Linked DNA regions of Mus musculus: regions 2, 3, 4, 5 and 6 are each linked to region 1. A link is a contact called in public ChIA-PET, HiChIP or PLAC-seq, Micro-C and promoter capture Hi-C data. All regions are on one chromosome and are shown on one strand. Each heading gives the region's core, a stretch centred on a gene start, on an enhancer-like site or on the middle of the called end of the contact. The rest is flanking DNA. Distances are from core to core; before and after follow the strand shown.

Evidence for each region. Promoter capture Hi-C pulls out the DNA fragments that hold promoters and counts their contacts. Hi-C and Micro-C count contacts between places; a contact is called where the count stands out from the background. ChIA-PET counts read pairs in DNA pulled down with a chosen protein or histone mark. HiChIP or PLAC-seq counts read pairs in DNA pulled down with a chosen protein or histone mark.
Region 2: a contact with region 1 is called in an H3K27ac HiChIP or PLAC-seq map of extraembryonic endoderm stem cells, with 2.3 times the contacts expected there. The contact joins the promoter of Slc35b1 here to the promoter of Itga3 in region 1. A contact is called at or near these places in 2 of 39 promoter capture datasets (hippocampal neurons and liver), 1 of 115 datasets of contacts at active chromatin or transcription factors (extraembryonic endoderm stem cells) and 2 of 9 other capture datasets (adipose tissue and pancreatic islet).
Region 3: a Micro-C map of embryonic stem cells shows a contact between it and region 1, with 1.7 times the contacts expected there. The contact joins the enhancer-like site here to the promoter of Itga3 in region 1. A contact is called at or near these places in 6 of 39 promoter capture datasets (the 3T3-L1 cell line, the HPC-7 cell line, hippocampal neurons and 2 more), 1 of 15 datasets of contacts at CTCF or cohesin (pro-B cells), 3 of 484 Hi-C or Micro-C datasets (all in embryonic stem cells), 3 of 115 datasets of contacts at active chromatin or transcription factors (embryonic forebrain and embryonic stem cells) and 2 of 9 other capture datasets (adipose tissue and liver).
Region 4: a promoter capture Hi-C map of the 3T3-L1 cell line shows a contact between it and region 1, with 2.9 times the contacts expected there. The contact joins the enhancer-like site here to the promoter of Itga3 in region 1. A contact is called at or near these places in 5 of 39 promoter capture datasets (the 3T3-L1 cell line, the HPC-7 cell line, HPC-7-derived erythroid cells and 1 more).
Region 5: a promoter capture Hi-C map of hippocampal neurons shows a contact between it and region 1, with 5 times the contacts expected there. The contact joins the promoter of Ngfr here to the promoter of Itga3 in region 1. A contact is called at or near these places in 4 of 39 promoter capture datasets (hematopoietic stem and progenitor cells, hippocampal neurons, liver and 1 more), 1 of 484 Hi-C or Micro-C datasets (bone marrow-derived macrophages) and 1 of 115 datasets of contacts at active chromatin or transcription factors (pancreatic cancer cells).
Region 6: an RNA polymerase II ChIA-PET map of memory CD8 T cells shows a contact between it and region 1, with 7 read pairs. The contact joins the enhancer-like site here to the promoter of Itga3 in region 1. A contact is called at or near these places in 4 of 39 promoter capture datasets (cranial neural crest, liver and stem cell-derived epiblast-like cells), 3 of 115 datasets of contacts at active chromatin or transcription factors (extraembryonic endoderm stem cells, memory CD8 T cells and pancreatic cancer cells) and 1 of 9 other capture datasets (embryonic stem cells).

The regions. Positions count from the first base shown.
Region 1 is chr11:95,074,875-95,078,564 of GRCm38.p6, forward strand. Itga3 (integrin alpha 3) reads right to left here and starts at 1,840. Exons shown (of 26, transcript NM_013565.3): 1 at 1,257-1,840. The coding sequence starts at 1,462.
Region 2 is chr11:95,383,154-95,386,729 of GRCm38.p6, forward strand. Slc35b1 (solute carrier family 35, member B1) reads left to right here and starts at 1,703. Exons shown (of 9, transcript NM_016752.3): 1 at 1,703-1,960; 2 at 2,648-2,751; 3 at 3,333-3,463. The coding sequence starts at 1,857.
Region 3 is chr11:95,519,578-95,522,785 of GRCm38.p6, forward strand. No RefSeq gene overlaps it. Among named protein-coding and RNA genes, the nearest start is that of Nxph3, 6.6 kb to the left of the region's middle. Within about 2 kb of position 1,339, at least 119 of the 459 cell types and tissues checked have an H3K27ac peak or open chromatin away from gene starts, as enhancers often do. A contact at or near this core is called in embryonic stem cells, where this site is marked.
Region 4 is chr11:94,711,640-94,715,159 of GRCm38.p6, forward strand. No RefSeq gene overlaps it. Among named protein-coding and RNA genes, the nearest start is that of Gm51874, 3.9 kb to the right of the region's middle. Within about 2 kb of position 2,007, at least 9 of the 459 cell types and tissues checked have an H3K27ac peak or open chromatin away from gene starts, as enhancers often do.
Region 5 is chr11:95,585,893-95,589,096 of GRCm38.p6, forward strand. Ngfr (nerve growth factor receptor (TNFR superfamily, member 16)) reads right to left here and starts at 1,806. Exons shown (of 6, transcript NM_033217.3): 1 at 1,592-1,806. The coding sequence starts at 1,666.
Region 6 is chr11:95,355,235-95,358,456 of GRCm38.p6, forward strand. The region is part of intron 1 of Fam117a (family with sequence similarity 117, member A); the gene reads left to right. Among named protein-coding and RNA genes, the nearest start is that of Fam117a, 20 kb to the left of the region's middle. Within about 2 kb of position 1,652, at least 145 of the 459 cell types and tissues checked have an H3K27ac peak or open chromatin away from gene starts, as enhancers often do. A contact at or near this core is called in extraembryonic endoderm stem cells, liver and memory CD8 T cells, where this site is marked.

The sequences.
Region 1 (3,690 bases), core at 590-3,089:
GGTAGGGTAGAGACTAAGTCCAGGTGGGCAGTACGGACAAGGGCTGGGCCAGCAGGACAGAGGCAAAGACTGACGTTGAGTTGGACTTTGAACATTCCAAACTTCCTCAAGTTTCTACAGGCCCCAGTCAGAGCAGGGAGAGGTTTCAACACTTTTTACCTTGACTGTGTCTTCTGATTTAGGAACTGTCAGAGGCCGGGCAGGAGTAAATGCCTGGCAGACCACCCAGCTCAAAAAGGTAGGAGGGGCTTATATGATGGATCATCACTGTCCCTCCTGGGCAGTTTCACCACCTCTGGTCACCCTCTTCCCTCAGCTAGCCAACCTAAGCACACAGAACCTATGCAGAGAAACCTCAGACACCTGGACATGACCCGTTGGGCATGAGTGTGCTCAGGGAGGGGCAGGTGGCTGGATGCAATCTCCTCCCCTCCTCCACTCTGCTGGGCTCTTCCCGCTTCTTGCAGCTGTTGCAAAGAGCAGAAGAAAAGAGAAAACACCATTCCCCTCTTCAAACCAAAACAAACACACTCAGGGCTGCTGATTCAACATGAATCTGTGGAATGCAGGGAGATGTCTGGTGGGAGTACCCCCACTGCTTCCGGGTGGGCTCTGGCCTCAGAGTAGAAGACAGCGCCTCCTCTGTCTTCTACTGTCCGTTCCTCTAGGGGCAAGAGGAAGTCTCTGGACAGCTCCGAATGCCCAGCCTCTTCATCACCTCACTCTGCAATGCCAAGCCCTTGAGAAGTGTGGTCCAGCCTGGTTCTGCAGAGGGCGTGGCTGCTCTGGCCACAGGCTAAATGAGAGGGCTAATAGGGATTTGAACGCATATATTCTCGGTTCTCTTCAAGGAGGAGGGGAAGAGCGATGTAATAGGTGTTTAATATACAGAGTTCTCCTAGCCCGGGAAAGAAGCTAATGTTAGGTACTGGATTCTCAGGGTGCTGGGCAACAAAGACCCTACTTCCGAAGATGTCTGAAATGTGGAGCGGTCGCGTCTAGACAGGTTCTGGCCAGGTCAGCACTTGCCATGATTACTGCCCCCCTCCCCCCACCCCCTTCCTCCACTTGCCGCCAAGCCCCACAATCGGAGAACTGCCGTCTTACCCGCCCTCTTAATCCTGGCTCACAAGGAAAGGCCAGCAGCAGCAGGCCTGGAAGTCAGCGGGCCCAGGGCTCCAGTTTAGCTTAGGTCAGGTATCCGCGCACATACCCCTCTCTCTGCACCCCACCTCACCGCCGCCAGGCTGACTTACAGGTAGCGCTGTTGTCGCTCAGTCTGCCGATGGAGGGCGACCGAGTAGCCGAAGAGGCTACCGGGGTTCACCGCCTCCTTCACCACCAGGAATCGGGTGTCCAGGTTGAAGGCGAAGGCGACCCGGCCGCAAGCCGCCACCATCAAGGCCAGAGCGCGGAGCAGCCAGCCAGGGGCGCGGGGCACGCGGCAGGGGCCGGGGCCCATGGCTGCGGGCCGGGCCGTAAGGGGCCGGGCGAAATCGCTAGAGGGCTCAGCACCGGGAGTGATGAACGGTTCACCTGCTCCAGGCGCCACCAGAGGACACCCGAGCCCGCAGAGCCGCTGCACCGGTAGTCAGGCAATTTTTTACCCTAGTCCGGGTCACTTTCACGTCTGCTCCGGGTGCTTTTCCAATCCGTTTTCCAGATCCGTGGATCTACTCTCACGTTGGTTCGGTGGACGGGTCACCGTTCCGAGCTCCGAGCACCCCACACCCTAGATGGTCCCGGCCGCGCCCCCTTGGAGGTGTTAGCTCTTTGGACCTCGGCTAGGTGGAGGATTTAGAACGGCAAGCCCTCGATCACCAGGAGGGCAGGAGGGAGGGATCCTCCCCAGCGCGCCCCGCCTCCCCACCGCCCAGCCCCGCACCTCCCCACCTTGCGCGCCCAGTCCGGGCTCCGCTTTCCTTCCGGGGAAAGAGAAAAGGTCCCCGCTCGGCCGCCGCCTCTTAAAGGGGCAGCGCCGCCCCTCCCTCTCCATCTCTCCTATCGCGACTCCGCCCTCTCTCTCAGACACCTGTCGGGAACCCTTAAAGCCCGGATTTCCCCTTCCAGCGGAGAGCTTCTTCCTAGGAGCGTCGCCTTCGGTACAAGACGGATTGGACGGGCGGGGCCAGAGGTGGATTTGCTTGGCGCTTGCGGCGGCTGCTACTGGAAAGGCCGTTCAAGGCACCGCCAGCACCGCGATCCCCGCTGGACAAACCAGGCGTTGGCTCTTCGGAGAACGGTCGACTGTGTTCGGCTGCCTGGAATGCGGACCTCCGCAGTGATGTGAGTCCCTAAGAGGTGACTGCGGGTCTCCGGACTTAACTTCTTCGTGCTAAGTACACTCAATGTTATGTATGAAGGAGTATTTCTCCTGCCCACCCGCCTCCTCTCATCCTGTTCCCTGCTGGAAGCGGCTCCTCCGCAAAGCCAGACAGATATTTAGTGGTGGTGATGACAACCCATCAGAAATAATAATTAGCAAAGGGCAGCCTTTGTCTCGAAGCAGTGAATGGGACCTCAGCCCCCACAGGTGTGATGCTGGGTGGAGACAGGTGGGCTTGACTCAAAGATCTCACTATCCGAGGAAGAATTAGGGAACTCCAAGAGTGTATGGAATGTTGTTTTGGTCTAACTCAGATTTCCCCTAATGCAGAACAAGACTCATTTTCCCTGAGCATCGTTTTCTACATGTTTTTATAATTAAATAAGAACAGCACATGCAGCAGGCACTATGCTAACTGCTTTACAAATACTACTTTTTCAAGGCAATATACATGTATACAAGTATATATGTGTATACACACACATCTACACAACCACCAGTCTAAGGAAAAGGGAAAGCAGAAAATGAGCCCATCCAATGGGATTCTGCTCCGGTGTTTGAGGAACCAGCTCATTCTGTGTCTGATTCCCTATCTAGACATTGTGACCTTAGAAGGTACAATCATTTCCTCACAGCTGATCTTATCTCTTACACTCAAAGGTGCAGCCCTTAGAGACCAGGATGTCCTTTTGCTCATGACAATTACTGACAGTTTGTCGTTGCCACCACTATGTAAACCCAGGTCTGTACCTGTCTCTCTATTTACATATGGGAGCAGAGCTGTCTCTTCATCAGACACAGCCCTGGAGGGACCAGGGGGAGCAAGCAGCTTTCCCTGCATAAAGTAAGTTTGAGATCTTTGCAGCCCCATGTGGCCACATTGATGCAGGAGCAGCCCAGATGAGCCTGGAGTTAAATAGAAAGATGAGAAAGCAGAGGTGAGCCACCGGAAGGCGCGGGTCTACGATTATGAAATCCTTACACCAGTCATCAGGGAATTAGCTCTGCTTTTAAGATGAGAACACCAAGGCTCAAGGAAGTTACGCTATTCGGCTAAAGCCACAAAGCTAAGATTCTAATAGTGCGGTATCTAACCCCAGAACCCTTCTTAACCATTATGCTAATGATTAACCCTTAGGACAAATCAGATTTTGTTGAGACTTGGTGTGACCGGAGCCTCTCCTATGGGAGTGTCCTCTTCCATTACTTTCTACTTCCCTTTTGGCCTGGCAAATTCTAGATGCCCCGCCTAACTGGTTAAAATGGTAACTGCTAAACAATCTATCTTCCTTTAGCTTTGCAAATACCAGAAGATCTGATGACCTTTCTAGCCTTGTTCCTCTGTCTTTGCGTACAAACCAATG
Region 2 (3,576 bases), core at 453-2,952, 310 kb after region 1:
AAAAATAAAAAACACATGGGGAAACTCAACCCAGGTCAAGTGAATTGTTTGAGGTCCCAGTTGGAAAATAAAAGGCAGAAGTGGAATCCAGACTCACTGTTTGGTTCCCTGGAAGTGTCTGTCTGCTGATTCACTAGAATAAACCAAAGGCCAAGAAAGTAAACGTATAGTGACTCCCAGAAGGAGACACCAGGAAAGGGACAGACCCTATTTTCTCTTAGTCCTCCTAGCCTTGAAAGATGTCTGGCTTGTCCCCAAAGCCTTAGTGAGTCAGGTCCCCAGTGATGGGTGTGGTGCTGCCTGCCTTTCCTTCCTTTGCCTGAGGACGTGCCAAAGGAGCAAGCCTGCTTAGAGGAAAGCAACCCAAGACCCACAACTGCTTGACAATTGGGACTGTTATTAGGTAGGGGACTTGGTGACCTGGTGTTAAGTCTTGCTTTTGCAATTCTAGCAAAGCAGGTGAAGACCCAACTGTTAAATCAGGGAGAAGTCCATGGATGAGACCAAAAATAGGAAGAGGTGTGGTGTGGTGTGGTGTGGTGTGGTGTGTGTGTGTGTGTGTGTGTGTTGCTTCATTGGAGAGTTGGAAGGTCTTGAAGAAAATTTACTTAAGAAGTTGGAAGGGAGCCAGGCAGTGGTGGCGCACTCCTTTAATCCCAGCACTTGGGAGGCTGAGGCAGGCAGATTTCTGAGTTCGAGGTCAGCCAGGTCTACAGAGTGAGTTCCAGGACAGCCAGGGCTACACAGAGAAACCTGTCTCGAAAAACCAAAAAAAAAAAAAAAAAAAAAAAAACACTCGGAAGGGAGGTAAAGAGAAAAGGATTGTAAATTCAACATTATTCTACATAGCAGATTCGAGGACAGCCTGCGCTACATGTGATTATGTCTTTTGTTGTTTTTTAAAAGGCATTTCAATAAATTGAATTTTTCACCTCGAAGAGGTGAGGAAATACGATTAGAGTTGAGAAAATATGATGACTAATACTCCAAACTTGCACAGCACACTTAACAGTTTATAAAACACTTTGGTAAACCTTAGCTCATTTAATCCTCACACCGTTCAATGAGTGACAGGGTGGTTATTACTAATTACCCCTCGTTTGCAGAGCGAGAAAACTGTAGCTCGGAATTTAAGCAACACGTGATGTGCTGCCTCTAAGTGATAAGAGCCCTGACCTATCACAGAGCCTGCCCGGTGGCTCCCTGCCCAAAGAAGAGGACCTGGACTTCTTAGCCAGGTCTTGAACACAGGGTAGACAGGGTTGGAGTCGCTAACGTTGGGCAGCGGCTAGAGGGCGCTACGGCTCTATGAAGCGTTCTTGGCGTTAGGACCCAGCCGAGGCCTGACAGCCAACTGCAAAAAAAAAAAAAAGCCTTTAATTCTCTTCTGGCCTCACCGCCTCTTTCTCCGCCCATCTGTCTATTTTCGCTCTGCGGAGCCAATTGATAACATCCACATACTTATACGTCATCACTATACGCCGCGTAATCGCCTAGGCCTCCCCACCGAGCTCCAGCTTGTAGATGTCCTCGGCGTTGCCTGATCGGAAAAACCTAAAAGAGGAGACAATAACCTCGATATGGCTGGCTTTCCTGGCCACCAGGAATGGAGCCAAGATCTTAAAGCCTTCCTTCTTTCCTAGAACGCTCCTGCCGGGGCAGGAGGCATTTCCCTCTCGGAAGCTCTGAGCTGGCATATCTGGAGGTAGCTGCTCCGGCCTACGAGCCGGCGGTCGCACGCAGCTCCTATGAGGTCCCTGCCGCCGGCCGGCGATGTCCGCCTGGAGCTTTCGCCTTCGCCGCCGGTACCGCTACCTGCTCTGAACGGATCTTCGGCCGACTCGTCCGTGCGTCTCATGGCCGCTAGTAGATCCCTGGTGCCTGATCGGCTGCGCCTGCCGCTCTGCTTCTTGGGTGTCTTTGTCTGCTATTTCTACTATGGGATCCTGCAGGAGAAGATGTGAGCAGACCCTTGAGGGGGCAGGACTCCTAGCATCCCCCAGCCAGGGCCGGAATTCAGTCTCCACCATCCATTTTACGGTCTAGTCTTCAGGCTTCCTGTGTCTGGTACAGGGTTTTCTCTTCTCCGGCTCGGCCCTCTGACCTTTTTTTGCACCCTGCTATTATACATTGCTAGCTGAGCATCCTTGTAATTCTAAAATTTCAGGGCCGGCCTCTGGAGTTTTAGAACGCGATTTTTTTTTTCCCTTTAGATATTTTTACTTTTGTTGATTCCAAGAGTGCTCCGTGACCTGAGCCAGGTCTTATTTTATTTTATTTTTAGAAAGCCCCGAGGTGTTTGCAGACCGTTAATCTTCTTGCTCTGGGTCTTGCCTTTTTTTTTTTTTTTTCTCCTACGGGGGATACTTTTGTTCAGCTGTCTTGACTTTTTTTTTTTCTCCTACCTGTGTCCTTTACGGATATTTTTTCCTTAGGCTATGGTAGCAGTAGGTTGGCGTCTACTGTTTAGACTTAGTTTTTAGGCTTAAATCAAATCGTCTCCTTTGGGTAAATGAGCTCAGTAATCCTTCCTAACTCTAACTACACCCACAAAAGCATGATACTTCCAAAGCTCTCAGTGGATCTGAACATACTTGATGCCACCGAGTAGCACACACTAATTGCTTTTTTATGTGTTTCGTCTTAGCACAAGAGGGAAGTATGGAGAAGGACCCAAACAGGAGACATTCACCTTTGCCTTAACTTTGGTTTTCATCCAGTGTGTGATCAATGCTATGTTTGCCAAGATCTGTGAGTACCTCATAGTAATTTGTTGGGCTCACTCTCCTTCCTCCCATATTCTGGGCATAGACGTGGATTCATCTTTAAAAATCAAAGTTTTCCCTACCTCCACACCCTTGAGTATTTAAACAGCTTCTCTACAGACTGTAAAACCAATGGCTGTGAAATGAGATTAAAATATTAGGCCTCTAAATTATACCAACTTTTTAGTTGGAGACGACTGGGCCGTCTATATTCCAAATCCCCATTGAAAGCCCTTAGAACATTTTCCCCTTTATCCCTTTGACTTCGCTTTGTGTGTCAGCTTCAAACATGTCTTTGTTCCTGTCAGTAGAGTTAAGCCATCCTTTCTTGAACTCAGTGAATCTCTCCCTCCACTCAGCATGTGGTTGTGTTAGGCTTAAGGGGAACTGGGACGATGAATAATTTTCAGAGATTTCCCAGCTTAAGAGGATAGAAATAGCGGTCTTACTTGACAGGCAAGTTCCTTTCCTATGGCCTCAACTTTTTGCTTAGTGGTCCATCCTTGCCCCACCGGGTTTCTCTTGTATGTTTTGTTTGTTTTTGTTTTATTTTTTGTCTTCTCCCAGTGATCCAGTTTTTTGACACTGCCAGGGTGGATCGCACTCGGACCTGGCTCTATGCTGCCTGTTCTGTCTCCTATGTGGGTGCCATGGTCTCCAGCAACTCAGCCCTGCAGTTTGTCAACTATCCAACTCAGGTGAAACCTCAGGGTGAGATGAGAGTTGGCTCAGAAATTGTGTGGACAGGACTAAGGGGATCTTCCCTCCTCTTCCCCTCAGGTCTGTGACTTAAAGGAAACAATCCTAGAAG
Region 3 (3,208 bases), core at 89-2,588, 440 kb after region 1:
TGCGATGCTAGCACACAGCACAAGTTCCAAGAGGAGACGGGTCCTAATTTACCTGGAGCCCAAAGGATGGGAGGGCCTGGGGCTGCCTGAGGGTTGAGGTTGGTCTTCTAGGCAAACGGATGGAGTATTAATCTCCTGAGCCTAGGAAGCCTTAGTAAGAGGAGCTGGAGAAGACACGAGTGTGGCGAAGACAGGGAGAAGGGCTCAAGGGAAGGGGAGATGGGGGTGGGGGGTGGGAGTAGAGGGGTGTGAGGGTTGCTGTGGGTGACTATGGAGTCAGCACCAAGAAGAGCACCCCGGTCTTTGTGAGAGGTAGAGCTGAGAGTTGAGTGAATTGGAGGAGCCAGGCAGTGGTGGTAGGTCAGAGACTTGGGGCTGTGCGGAAGGGGCAATGGGGACAGGAGAGGGTGGCTCTGAAAGGGGTCTAAGAGAAAGGTGTCTAAGTTCAAATTGACCCCCAGCTCTCTGGCTTAGGGAACACAAGTGTGGGACGAGCCTGTGGGTACTTGGGGCCCAGGCATTGTGAAAACAGATGACACTGGAGAGCATCCTGCAGAGGGCAGACCAGTACGTGTGTGAGCCTGGAGGCTCATCTGAGCGAGAGTGGGGATTGCTAACCAAGTGCACAGTGACAGGGCTGGTGCACAGTAGGGCCACAGAATCTGTTTTGTAGGAAGTAATGAAAACAAGAGACCTTTCATTACTCAGTGGTGGACCTTTGACTTAGAATGCTCTGAGGGAGACTGCTAAGGTACCAAGTTCATGTTTTAGGTCCCAGGGTGTGTGTGTGTGTGTGTGTGTGTGTGTGTGTGTGTGTGTGTGTGCGCGTGCATGCGTGCATGTGAATGTGTGTGTGCCTTCGCGTGTGTGTGTTACGTGTTACTTCAAGTGCTTCTAAGCCTTCACCACCCGAAGGGACCTTTTACTGGAAAAAGCATAGTCTATTTGCTCTTGTTAGGTTCCTGGCTCTGAGGCCCACCCCCCACCATCTTAGTAGTTGGTCTTTCCTCTTCCTGGATCACGGCGTCTGGAGGATGTGGAGAGCTTCAGCTTCTCTCTCCCGGTCTTTGTCTGTGTCTGGATGTAGCTGGTTGAAAGTGCTTTGTAAACTGAACAAAAGGAGCGCTGGGGCTCCTTCCGGTTACATTTCAGCGTCTTGGGAGATGAAGAGTGAAAGGAAGAAAATAGGCATCTGGCCAGGCGCCAACACCTGGCACTACCTTCAGTGGCAAACCCCTCAGCCACCTGTCGGCTGGACCCAAGTCACCATGGTTAACGAGAACCTTACAGGGGGCGATGGTGAGACGGAGCGCGGGTGTGGTGCGAGGATACGAGTGGCGTCGGCGCGCCACCTGGTGGGCGGCCCGGGGAAGGCAACGCCCTCTTGCCGCCCGCGACAGCTCAGTGCCTGCCTAGTGCCTCTCATAGACTGAAAAAATGGACGGCCATCATCTTAGGAGGTGAAAGCAGGAGGATCAAAAGTTCAAAATCATGCTCAGGTGCATACCTAGTTCGAGGTCAGCTTAGGTTCCCTGAACTCCTGTGCCCTACATGTCCCCAAAAATGGTATGAATGGGGGTGTAGTGCTTTTGAGCTCCGGAGACCGATCACCTAGTCCCTAGCTTGAATTTGTTCACCATCTTGGGTAGGTTATTTCACCTTTGTGCTCTTCGTGGTGTAATAACTATGTCGGGCAGACGTGCTCAACGATTACTAGCTATTGGAATATTCAGACTTGTTACCCAAGCACAGATTTCCAATTGTCCTGTTGTGCTAAAAGCTCACAGGGAGGCAGTGTTGTCAGTAGTTGGTCACAGGGAAAGACGGTGGATGGACGGAGGCAGGTCGTACATCTCGCAAAACTGCCTCAAGGTCATCATGGTGAAATGGGTCATCTGCGGCGAGGATTATTGCTTCCTCTGTGCACGGAGGCGATGCAGGGTGCCCAGGTTCCGCAAGCTCTCCAGTCTCCAGGGCCGTCGAATTTGCCTCATGGGTATCAGCTACACCGGCCTGAATTCAGGGGCTTAAGATTCTTTGGACCCCTGCTGAACACGATTGTCAAAACGCCAAGTGTCAGCTCCTCGCACAGATCCCATTCTTGTTACCTGCCAGGCCTGTCCAGGAGCTTCAACAATTCCGGGGGCCACTCCCCAGGAGTGCAGAACGCTTGGCTGCACCTTCCATTTCTAGGCCTGTAGCGACGCCTGGCGAGCAAAGGAAGAATAACTGCGCCTGCATATTGGCGCGCTTATGCCAGCAAGCTGAGAAGCCCTTCTGGGTGGGGTCCTGCTGGGCACTCTTGAATGATGGCCATGGGAAGCAGCAGACACTTCCTATTGGATCCTGGGATCACGAGGGCTCCCCAGAGTAGCCTTGACTGGGGCTTCTATTGCTCGGATGACATCTAGGATCATCAGATTCCAAATCCCTTCCAAGACCTGGCAGAGGGAGTTTAGGGGCCCCAGCAAGGGGCAGGGAGGTGGGTGGTAGTCAAAGATACTAGGGCCTCAAAGGGAAGGATTTCCAGGTTTTTTTTGCCCATATATATTGTTTGGGGTCGCCATTGTTCTGTTTCTGGTAATTCCAGCCTGTCCTAGCTTGATGTGATACCACCATGATCAAAAGCAACCTGGGGAGGAAAGGTCTATTTTATTTAACCCTCTGGGTCTCAGTCCATCACCAAGAGATGGATGCAGGAGCTCAAGCAGAGGCCACGGAGGGATGTTGCTTACAGTGACTTGTTCCCCAGACTCACGCTCAGCTTTTGTACCTCTCAGGACCCCCTGCCCAGGGGTGGCTCCACCCAGAGTGAGCGGAGGGCCCTCTTATATCAATCATTATCAAGAAAATGTTCCCCCCCCCCCGACCCCAGACTTGCTTCCAGGCCACCAGTCTGATAGAAATGTTTTCTCAACTTCTTTCCTCTTCTCAGATGACCCCAAGTCTATGTCAAGTTGAAGACACACACATATTTCAGCACACAGCCCGGAGAGATTTGACGACAGTGCTACATAGGACAAAGGTAGATAAGCTTAGGAATGGTCACAGCCTAAAAAGGACTCCAGTCCAGGAGGCTGCTGTAAGCCGAGGACCAGGGGAGAGGCAGCAGGAAGGACACCGTCACTTGGACCTGGCTCTTCTGCCTCTGATAGCCCTGGGTCACCATGGGAGTGTGGCTGCCAACACCCACTTCATGCAAACTTAG
Region 4 (3,520 bases), core at 757-3,256, 360 kb before region 1:
TGAGCATTTCATTAATATTTAATTTTTCATCAACCAAATTAATATTTAATATTTCTTGAACTAATTTATTGGCATATTTTCAACATTCTCCCAAGGCACATGACATAAATCATATTAATAATATATAGCATGAGAGCTTTTCGTATTTCTTTTCTGAGCTATCATTTAAAAATAATTTTCTCTGACAGGAAATTCTAAATGTACTATTTATTGAAGATAAGACTATTGTGATTGGCTTCAGCAACCAACAGGAAACACGATGTGGTTTTAATTATAGCTATGCTTAGTTTTTGACACAATACTTTTTGTTATTAACTCTTGTGAAAGATAACATCCCATAAAGTATTTCAACCGTCCATGACAAAACAGGCAAGATGGAAGCTACAGTAAAAGTGCAGGAGACAGCTCATCAGATGAGACTGGACATTCCCCTGTGGGAGCAAGGTTAGGCTGTGTTTATTGGAGTGGCAAAGACCTCAGTTTTTCAGGTGACCGATATATTTCTGTTGTCACAGCGTCCTGCTCCATCTGTCACCTGAGAACACAAATGGCTCTTTAAAAAGTCACACTTAATCAATAAATAATTTAAAACTTCCATGTAGTTTTTTTCTTTTGTTTTTGTTATGTTATTTGCTTTTACGTTGTTGTTGTTGTTGTTGTTGTTGTTTTATCCCAGATAGGATCTTACTATGTAGCCCAGGCTGGCTACTTGGGCTTCAGCCAGAGATTAAAGGGATGCACCAATATACCTGGCCATTCTTTTTTTGTGTTTTCCTTTTCCTTTTTTCTTTTCCCCTTTTTCTTGTTTTTTTGTTTTTGCTTTGTTTTGTTTTTTTTTTTTTTGGTTTTTCGAGACAGGGATTCTCTGTATAGCTCTGGCTGTCCTGGAACTCACTTTGTAGACCAGGCTGGCCTCGAACTCAGAAATCCGCCTGCCTCTGCTTCCCGGGTGCTGGGATTAAAGGCGTGTGCCACCATGTCCAGCTTTTTTCTTTTTTCTTTTGAGTGCAGAATTCCACCATACTTTCTTTTTATTCTTATTTTAAAAATTAATTAATTAACTAATTAATTATTGTTTACATCCCAAATGTTGCCCTGCCTCTTGGTCCCCCCTCCCAGAGTTCTACTCCCACTCTCCTCCCCTCTGCCTCTGAGAGGGTGTCCCCACTCTTTGGGCACCCCCTCCCTGGGACATCAAGTCTCTGCAGGATTGGGTGCATCCTCTCCCACTGAGGCCAGACAAGGCCGTCCTCTGCTACATACATGCTGGGGGCTGGCCGTTCATTTTGGAAAAAGGCTTTCAGTGTGGAAAAGACAAAATTCAATTAGTCACCAGGAGCCTAGCTTTCCATGTCCATTGTAAGTTAGAATGAAGAGGCAGAATTTTGACCACAATCAAACAGAATAGAATAAAAGCACCGCCTTTTAGAATATGTTAAAGTTCTACCAAAACACTATGGTGAAACACGTGGGGTGGATGCTAAGATTAAAGGCAAAACAACCCTGCTCCACTCTTATGCTCCTCAGAAAACACTTAGGATGCATTTGATTGCAGGTGACAAAATGCAGCATACAAGGCAATGGGCGCTGGAATACTCAATGTCTATGCAGTTACAAATAAGAGAGAGAATTCTTCCTTCCCTGCATTCCGTTAACAGCCTGCAGGGACTCTTGAGGCTGGGATAACCTCAGGTTTCCTGTGCTGTTTGTTGGCAGCAGTCCCCTGTCCCTTGGAGCAAATTCATCCACTTCTAGCCTTCCTGGGGGCGCTGTCAGTTTCTGCTCAGCCCCCAGTCCCCACTCCTGCTTCAGAGTCTACATGTGACCCAGGCTGCGCTAAATACTAACATCTGGATTCTTCTCTCTCTCTCTCTCTCTCTCTCTCTCTCTCTCTCTCTCTCTCTCTCTCAATTACTTGAATTTGCAAAGTTGCAGCTGCTCCCTGAAGCCAGAAAGAGCAGAACCCACAAACTCCCCCCATGCTTAGCCTGCTCTGGGTCGAGAACAGCTTGGCACCACAGGGCCATCTGAGGGGCCGCTCTTGCTCCCTCTGAGGCTCTCTAAACGCACCCCCACCATCTGTCGGATGATTCACGCCCTGCTGGATACAAAGTCGGGGCTCAATTTGGGTCTTTGGTTTTGAGTTCATTCTGAAATCAAAGGTGTCGTGAGCTTTGTCTGACAGGCTTGGTGGCCTCAACCTCTCAGCCCCGTTCTGGGAAATGAAGATGACGCGTGTATCTTTCCACCTCCTGACCTGCTTTACCTTCCCCTGAAGATGTGAAGCAACTTCAGAGGTCCCTGGGATGAGTCCCCCTCCCTCCGGGGCTATGCGTCTCTGGAGCAGGCTGGGTACCCTTGGATGACTCCAGATCACACCATCCTACCCCCACTTCCTTCCATGCCCCATTTTCTCCATTCAGATGTGCAATCTGAATTCATTATGTGCCTCAGTTCACGTCATTGTAACTTCCACAGTCTACCTAGACCTCTCAGATTTGCAATTATTCTATTTTATCTGTGTACTTTACAGTACCTACCCGCTCCCCATTGTGGTAATTTGAATAATGGCTTCCATTTACTGCTATATATTCGAATGCTTGGTCCCCAGTTAGTGGAACTATTTGGGAAGGATTAGGAGGTGTGGCCTTGGTGGAATAGGTGTGTGGCCTTGTTGAAAGAGATGTGTTACTGGGAGTGTGGGCTTTAAGGTTTCAAAACCCCATGCCACGCCCAGTCTGCCTGCTGCCTGCAGATCAGGATGAAACAATCTTAGCTATTGCTCCAGCATCACACCTGTGTGCCTTCCAGCCACAATGGTCATGGACTGATCCTCTAAAACTGCAAGCAAGGCCCCAGTTTAATGCAATTCACCTTGATCGTGGGGTCTCTCCACAACAATAGAACAGTGACTAAGACATTGCTAGACACATGTCCTACTAGGCGAGCTTTTTGTTTGAATGTGTACATGTAAAGAGTGCTGCTTACCCTGTGACAGTTCAGGTGTGACCTTGAACTCCTGGCCACTACCATTGTCTGCAGGGAAATAGTCTCACTATTTCTCCTCAATTCTGGTCCTTTCAAGTTTAAGGCAGGCTCCCCTAGGCTGCAGTCTCTCTCTGGTAGAAGGATCTACCATTCTTCCCTTCTCTTCTCTTCTCTTCTCTTCTCTTCTCTTCTCTTCTCTTCTCTTCTCTTCTCCCTCCCTTCTCTCTCTCTCTCTCTCTCTCTCTCTCTCTCTCTCTCTCCCCCACCCACCTCTCTCTATTACTGAGGGTGAAACCGGAGACCTCTCACATCAGTTTTGGTGGTTGCATTATGATCCTTACAGAGCCTTGAGCAAGCCAACTCTCTGTTCCCTCCCACAGCCTGCTCTAAGCCAATCTTCCCACCTTTTCCTGACCTTTCCTCTCCGTGACACTATGAGCTGTGCAAGGTGGAGCGGCAGGAGGCAATGCGACAAGCTTAATCTTTTCAGAAGTCTGTGTGGATGGTCCTGAGACAAAATGTTTCTGCCAAG
Region 5 (3,204 bases), core at 556-3,055, 510 kb after region 1:
AGTTCAGAGCTGGAACGAGGTGACCATCCAGCCACACGACTCTGGCTTGAGATCGTGACCAACTTGCTTAAACTTCGAAGTCCCTGCCTCCTTATCAGTAAGATGGAGATGGGGGGGGGGGGTGTACAGTGCTCGGATGTGGAAAGGGTGGAGGGAAGAGTGAGGAGAGGACGTCACTTTCATTGCCAACCTTCCTTAAGATCTGGTCAGAAATACCCAGAGTACTCAGGTTCATAGAAGGAGGACCTAATGACCTTAGCCGGAGTTGGTGTCTCCGAACAGCAATCCGACAAGAATCCCAGGCATCCAAGTGGCCCCTGTCTCATTTGAGAAGCGTTCATTGACTTTCACCGAAAGCCTGGCCAGGTGTGGGCGGGATGATGATCCTATTAAGTTCTGGACCGGAAGGAGCACGGAGGGCTCAGGGCCCGTGGCGGCTTAACTTAGAAGGGACTCAGTGCGCAGCCCAAGGCGCGCACGCAGCTCCCAACAGCAATCCCTCGCCCGCAGTGCCCCCTGCGGGTCGCCTGGGGTTTTGCATCCCCTAGCTGTGCGCTGCCGGAACCATCACAGCCTTGAGAGTCCCAGCGCTCCGCATCTCGAGAGCTGGCCGGCGTTTAATAGGGTAGGGGGATGCCCCGGCTCTGTCTCTCCGGGTCCACTGAGTTGCTTCAAACCACGTGAAAGGTTTGTCAAGGAACTACCCTAGAAGCGGATTTGCCATAGTGAAGTGAGCGCTCTCTTCCCTGCCTGGGATGCCCAGACGCAATTCCCGGACTGGGCGAGGCCGCTAGAAAGAGCGCTAGAACCCACGCGGGAAACGTCTGTGACTGGGCTGTCCTCATCGCATCGTCCTTGAGTAGACAGACAGGCGGGGCCCCGAGCACTTTAGGGTATGCACCTTCTTTCCATTTCTCTATCTCTTTTGTGGTTGTCTCTTTTCTGCCCTCCATAAAGCCCACTTCTCTCTCTTCAACCTCTCTGCCACTCCCGAATCGCTCCTTTCGATGCCCCTCCCCCCCATTGTCTGGCCGGTCCCCATTGTCCATACTGGGTCCCCTCTGCCTCCAGTCCCTCCAGCTGCCTCCCGCATTGTTCCGTCTCTAGCCCCTCACATCTTTAGTGCCGATCTCTTTCCCTTCCTTCTCTCTGCCCTACAACTCCCCAGGGACTAAGATGCTAAAGAGAAAACTCCCCTCGGGATCCCAAAATTCACACGCTGTCGTCAAAAGAACCCAGGCGCCCGAGATTCCCAAACCTCCCTCCACCCCACTCGAGACTGCTCCCAGTCTCCTACACCGCACCCGTCGTAGTGCTCAAGAACCAGCAGCAGCAAGCAGAACCAAGAACGGGTGTCGTTGCAACAGTCCTGTCTGCATCTCTATCCTGGGACTGGGTCGCCTCTGCGCTCTGAAAGTCCTAGAAGCTAGGAGCGCCCCTGTGGGTCATGATCCCGCAGCTCCTCCGCCACCCGTTGCCAGCATCTGGGACCTTAACGTCTTATTCTGTTCCCTGGGTGGTGGCACCCACATCCCCTTGGGGTTCAGCTCTTTGAAAAGGTTAACGGAGGTCCCTCCTACTAATCACTTACCCCTAGAAGCAGCAGCAGCAGCAGCAGCAGGCGCAGCCGGTCCATGGCGCTGCAGGCAGCACCTGCCCTCCTCATTGCTCGCCTCCGGCGACAGCGCTCAGCTTCTAGCTCAGTCCGCTCTGCGGACCGATGGTGCTGCGCGCTGAGCTGAGCTGCGCTGCGCTGCGCTCCAGCGCCCGCTGCCCGCCGGAGCTGGCGGAGGCTCCACTCGCTCTGGCTGCTAGCGGGCGGGAGCAGCTGGGTGAAGGCAATGCAGCAGCCCCGCCTCCTCCCCGCCCAGCCCGCCCAACTCCCCCCCCCCCCCAACCCCTCCGGAACCGCGCCCGCCCGGCTGCCTAGGGTGGGGAGTCCAGAGCAGTCAAGTGAGGCGTGAGAGGAGCCGCACCCGTGTGCCCCGCTGTGGCTTCTCAGTGGGCTGCCCCACGTACCCAGGGCACCTCCGGTTATGCTGAGCATAAGATGCTTCGGATCCAACGGGGGCCATTGCTCTCCTACTGATGAAGCCTGCCTCGGGGTTAACTCTCTTAAACATCTTTAGCCTAATTGCCTACCTAGCCCTTATTCCGAAAATGAGGCTGCCCTCCTTTTATGGTTGGATACACACCTTATTCCATTCTCTCTCTGTTCCAACTTGTGGAGGGATATGTTCCTTGGGGCCTTCAAGGTGAAATCTATCCCAATATCATAATTTGGGATATCTGTCTGACACTGTTTCTCTGTCTCTGTCTCTGTCTCTCTGTCCCTGTCTCCCCCTCTCCTACACACACACACACATACACACACACACACATGATAGAACCTAGGACCACACACACACACACACACACACACACACACACATGATAGAACCTAGGACCACACACACACACATGCTAAGCAAGCATTGTATCACAGAACTCTATCTCCAGCCTTTCATGAGCTTGAATGAGTCACAGGTGTGCACATAAACCCCAGGAATACACAAACACACTCTCAAGTGCACCTGTACGTGTGTGTGTTGACGTACTGACATCTGCCTATACCGTCCCTCAGGCATTCATATAGACCTGCTCATCCTACAAGGGCTCCTAACACAGACCAGACATACATCAATGCACACAGGCTGACATTCACATATACACTCCTACACACTCACATGTGTGCACTGCACAGTGGTAGTCACACAAGCCCACATCTGTATTTTGCCCTCAAATGCACACACACACACACACACACACACACACACACACACACACACACACAGAGTATACAGACAACACACAAACATGATTACATGAGTTTGTGAGTTTCCTACGGGCAGGGACAGTAGTGTCTTCTCTGACCACCCAAGTGTTCAGTCATGGAGGGGATTCAAGGGGAGAGCTGTTGAATGGATTCAACATCCACAGACTCATCCGTGAGCTGTGTAGGCCTTCTGAGGATCACACTGGCCATGCTCTAGAAGCGTGGCACATCAAACCACCTGTATGCCAAGGAATGTGCAGTCAGTCTTTCAGAAGAAACACCGCCCCGCCCTTCTCTGGTTCCCAGACATCGAAGGCCCTGGTACAGAACTGTGTGGGGACAGTCTATCCCAGCACCAGATGTTAGCTATGTCTGGACTCCAGTTCCTC
Region 6 (3,222 bases), core at 402-2,901, 280 kb after region 1:
TTATAGCTCATCGATAGAGTGCTTCCTTGAGTTTCAGTGCTAGACAACAGAACAGAGAAAGCCCTCTCACTCCATTTCCAAAGTAACAGCTGGGATAGATGGGGACTCCGTGGGCCCTCCATGAAGGTCCGTAACCCCCCCAATAGACATATAGATGGGGTCTCTGTGGGCTCTCCATGGAGGTCTGTAACCCCCGGATAGTCATATTGGGGGTTTCGGTTTCACCACAGCTTCTCTTCCAAAACCCACATGTCCCGAGTTAAGCAGTGAAGTGGCCCCAAACCACAGGGAGCTCATGAGGCCATCTACACTGTTCAATCCCAGCACACGTCCAAAAATAGAAAGACAATCCCTGTGAGGCTGTTTGCAGGAACTTCCCCTCCGTCCTGCGAATCAGTTCTTGGGGGAAAATGTTGTATTTTGTTCTCCAGGTGGACACCCCAAGTGGACAAGGCAGGGTAGGAGCCCCCAGGGTCCCTCAGGGTCCCTCCACACTGCCCTGGCTTTGCCTGCATCTCATCCCTGTGTGAAGCTCATTGGTTACTGAACAAAAGGAAACAGACGCGTGCCTATGAGCATGGAGAGAAACCAGGATCCTTGTAGCGCTGTGCTGCTTCGCGGTGAGCATGCATAGCTTTTGGCTTTGTGTTCCCTCAGCTGGATGTTCTTATTTCCTATAGCATATTTGTCATGAGGGCTATTTTCTCTTTAAAAGAGGGGATGGGAGAAGGCTTCAAAGTCTGATGGCATGAGAAAGTGACTCATGCCTTGTTTGTTGAACCAGCTAGTTGTTGAGTTTTTTGCTGGGTGTAAAATTATGTCTCCATTTTGGAGATGTACTAGGAAGGCTAGGCACATGCTGTCGGTGGGATTAAGAGCATCTTCCCATCCCAGGTTCCTCCCTCCTACCTGGCCTGCAAGACAGCGAAACGATGAACTTGTCCCTCCAGGTGCCCAACCCGAAGGCTTGGGTCTGAGCTGATTGCTCTCTCCCCTGGCCAAGCTGAGAAGAACCAGAGATGTCTCACGCCCTACATTATCTATAGTCTTCATCCTGAGGACTCTCACCTCTCCTTCGAGTTCCTATGCCAGGGTTAGGCTTGAGTTGATTTCAAAGGAGAGGTCTTAGGGGGAGGCAGAGACGAACTGGTGGCCCTTCTGAAAGCACCTTTGCTGGGGGTGGGTGTGGGTATCCCCTGCCAGTGTGCCTGGTGTCAGATAGCTGGCATTGATGGAGCAGTGGCATCAGCTCTCCCCTCTACTCCCCTGCCAGTAGCTTCTTGTCTTACTCCTCTCCCATCAGCAGAGACTATCAGCGCGTTGATGCTCAGTGGGCACTCATACCTACTTACCAAAGGCGTTATCTGCCGTGTGTGCAGTTGGCTCCGTTGACACCACCTGACTGCTGGGCCTCTCCTCTCTTAGCCCCTCTCCCTGGAGCCATAACAAGTGTAGCAGTTGGGAGACAGGGCCAAGTGGCTCTGGAAGATAGCACCTAAGGCTTCTTATCTAGTAGGTGCTGTTTTGTTTTGTTTTCTCCATTTGCTGTTGCCCAAGAACCAAAGCATCCGCCACTGCTCAGCTGTGTGGTGAAATGGTCTGGCCTGGTGCCAGGGTGCCTCGCCAGGTGGCTGAGCTGTGGAGGCTGCTGCATGCGATGGGCCGATAATACCCCATGGTGCTGTAAACAGGACACCCCACCCTCCTGCAGACACCCAGCCCATGCCCCAGTGCTGGCTGCTTTGTCATTGCCTGTCATGATACTGGCTTGTCTTCTCTGATACAGGAGCCGATTGTTCTGTTTCTCTCCCAGGTTCCCAAATCTGAGAGGGGCGCTTTCCAGAAATAAAACCAGTTCATCTTTCAGCCACAAGCAACCGTTTTGACTTCTCAACACTTCCTATCCTTTAGCTGTAATCACACGAGTGCAGGACAGCGCCCATTCCCCACATCTTTCCGGTATGCCCATAAGCACCCACTTCCCCCTCACTTGTGGGTCTGCTAGGGGATGCTTGTGAGCCGCGGAGCTTAAGCCCTTGCTCATCAACAGCTGCCAATGCCCAAGTCTCTAAGAAGCTTTATTGACTTTTGTTTGTTTGAGACAAGGGATCACCCTGTAGCCAAGGCTGGCCTGGAACTCCTGTTCCTAATGCCTCTGCCTTCCATGTGCTGGGACTACAGGCACGTATCCCTTGCCTACTCCTTTCCGCACACTTCTCTCAGACAGACAGTATCCAGGAGAGCAGTAGGCTGTCCCTAGTAAAGGACAGTGAATATACAGTAAATTCAAGTACCTTGCCAGGCCTGGTGGACAGGCCTGTAATCACAACTACTGAGGAGGCTAGGGCAGAAGAAATGGAAAGGCAAGGCTTCCCTAGACTAAAGATTGAATTCAAGAATACCCTGGGCAAGGTAGGGAGACCCTGTCCCAAAATAAAAAGTAAAGAGAGGGCTGGGGCCATAGCTCAGGAGTAGAGTGCTTGCCTGGTGTGTGTGAGGCCCTAGGTTCAATCCCCAGGCCTGTGATACACCTGTAGAACCTTCTTGCAACAGACTTCTCAGTAGTCGTCTCTTTCTCCACCTCCTTCCCTGTATCTTCCTCGGGAATAAAAGCATATTTGCATTTCTTTTCTCTTCAGAATCCCTAGGAGGCAAGGTGGACCAGATTGGGCCCTGCTGGCAGAGGGAAGGCAGATCCGTGAAGATGGTAGTGTTGGCTGCAGTCACACTGCAGTGAGGATAGGACTGTCAGACCTATGCTGTTTGGATAGCCCCTCCTAGGTATCAGCACTGTGCCTGCTAGTCTGCAGCCTCTTTAAGGATGGCACAGGATAGCATCGCTATCTGGTTTTGGCTTTGGTTTGTCCTTAGGGGAAATTGATGCCTTGGGTTAGCAGCTCCCACTCAGTTTTGGTGCCTAAAACAACAGGTGCTTGCCAAACCATTTTGGGGGATGCAGTAGGTTAGTTTGTTTTTGTTTTTGTTTTTTCCCTAGTCGAAAACCTAATCTTTTTAGAAGTGCCCTCTCCTTTATTTTCTAGGCAGGAGAGAAACATGGCATTTTAGTCTCCTCAGAGGGGTTGGGACATGCCAAGAATTTGGGGATTTGGGAGGGGCCATGGAGCCTTGCTAAGGGCTCTGAGACAGGAGGTAATTCTACCTTGTGGCTAGCTAGGAGCTGAGCCAGCACTGGGATGTGGCCGCTGTGGAGATAAGGCTGGA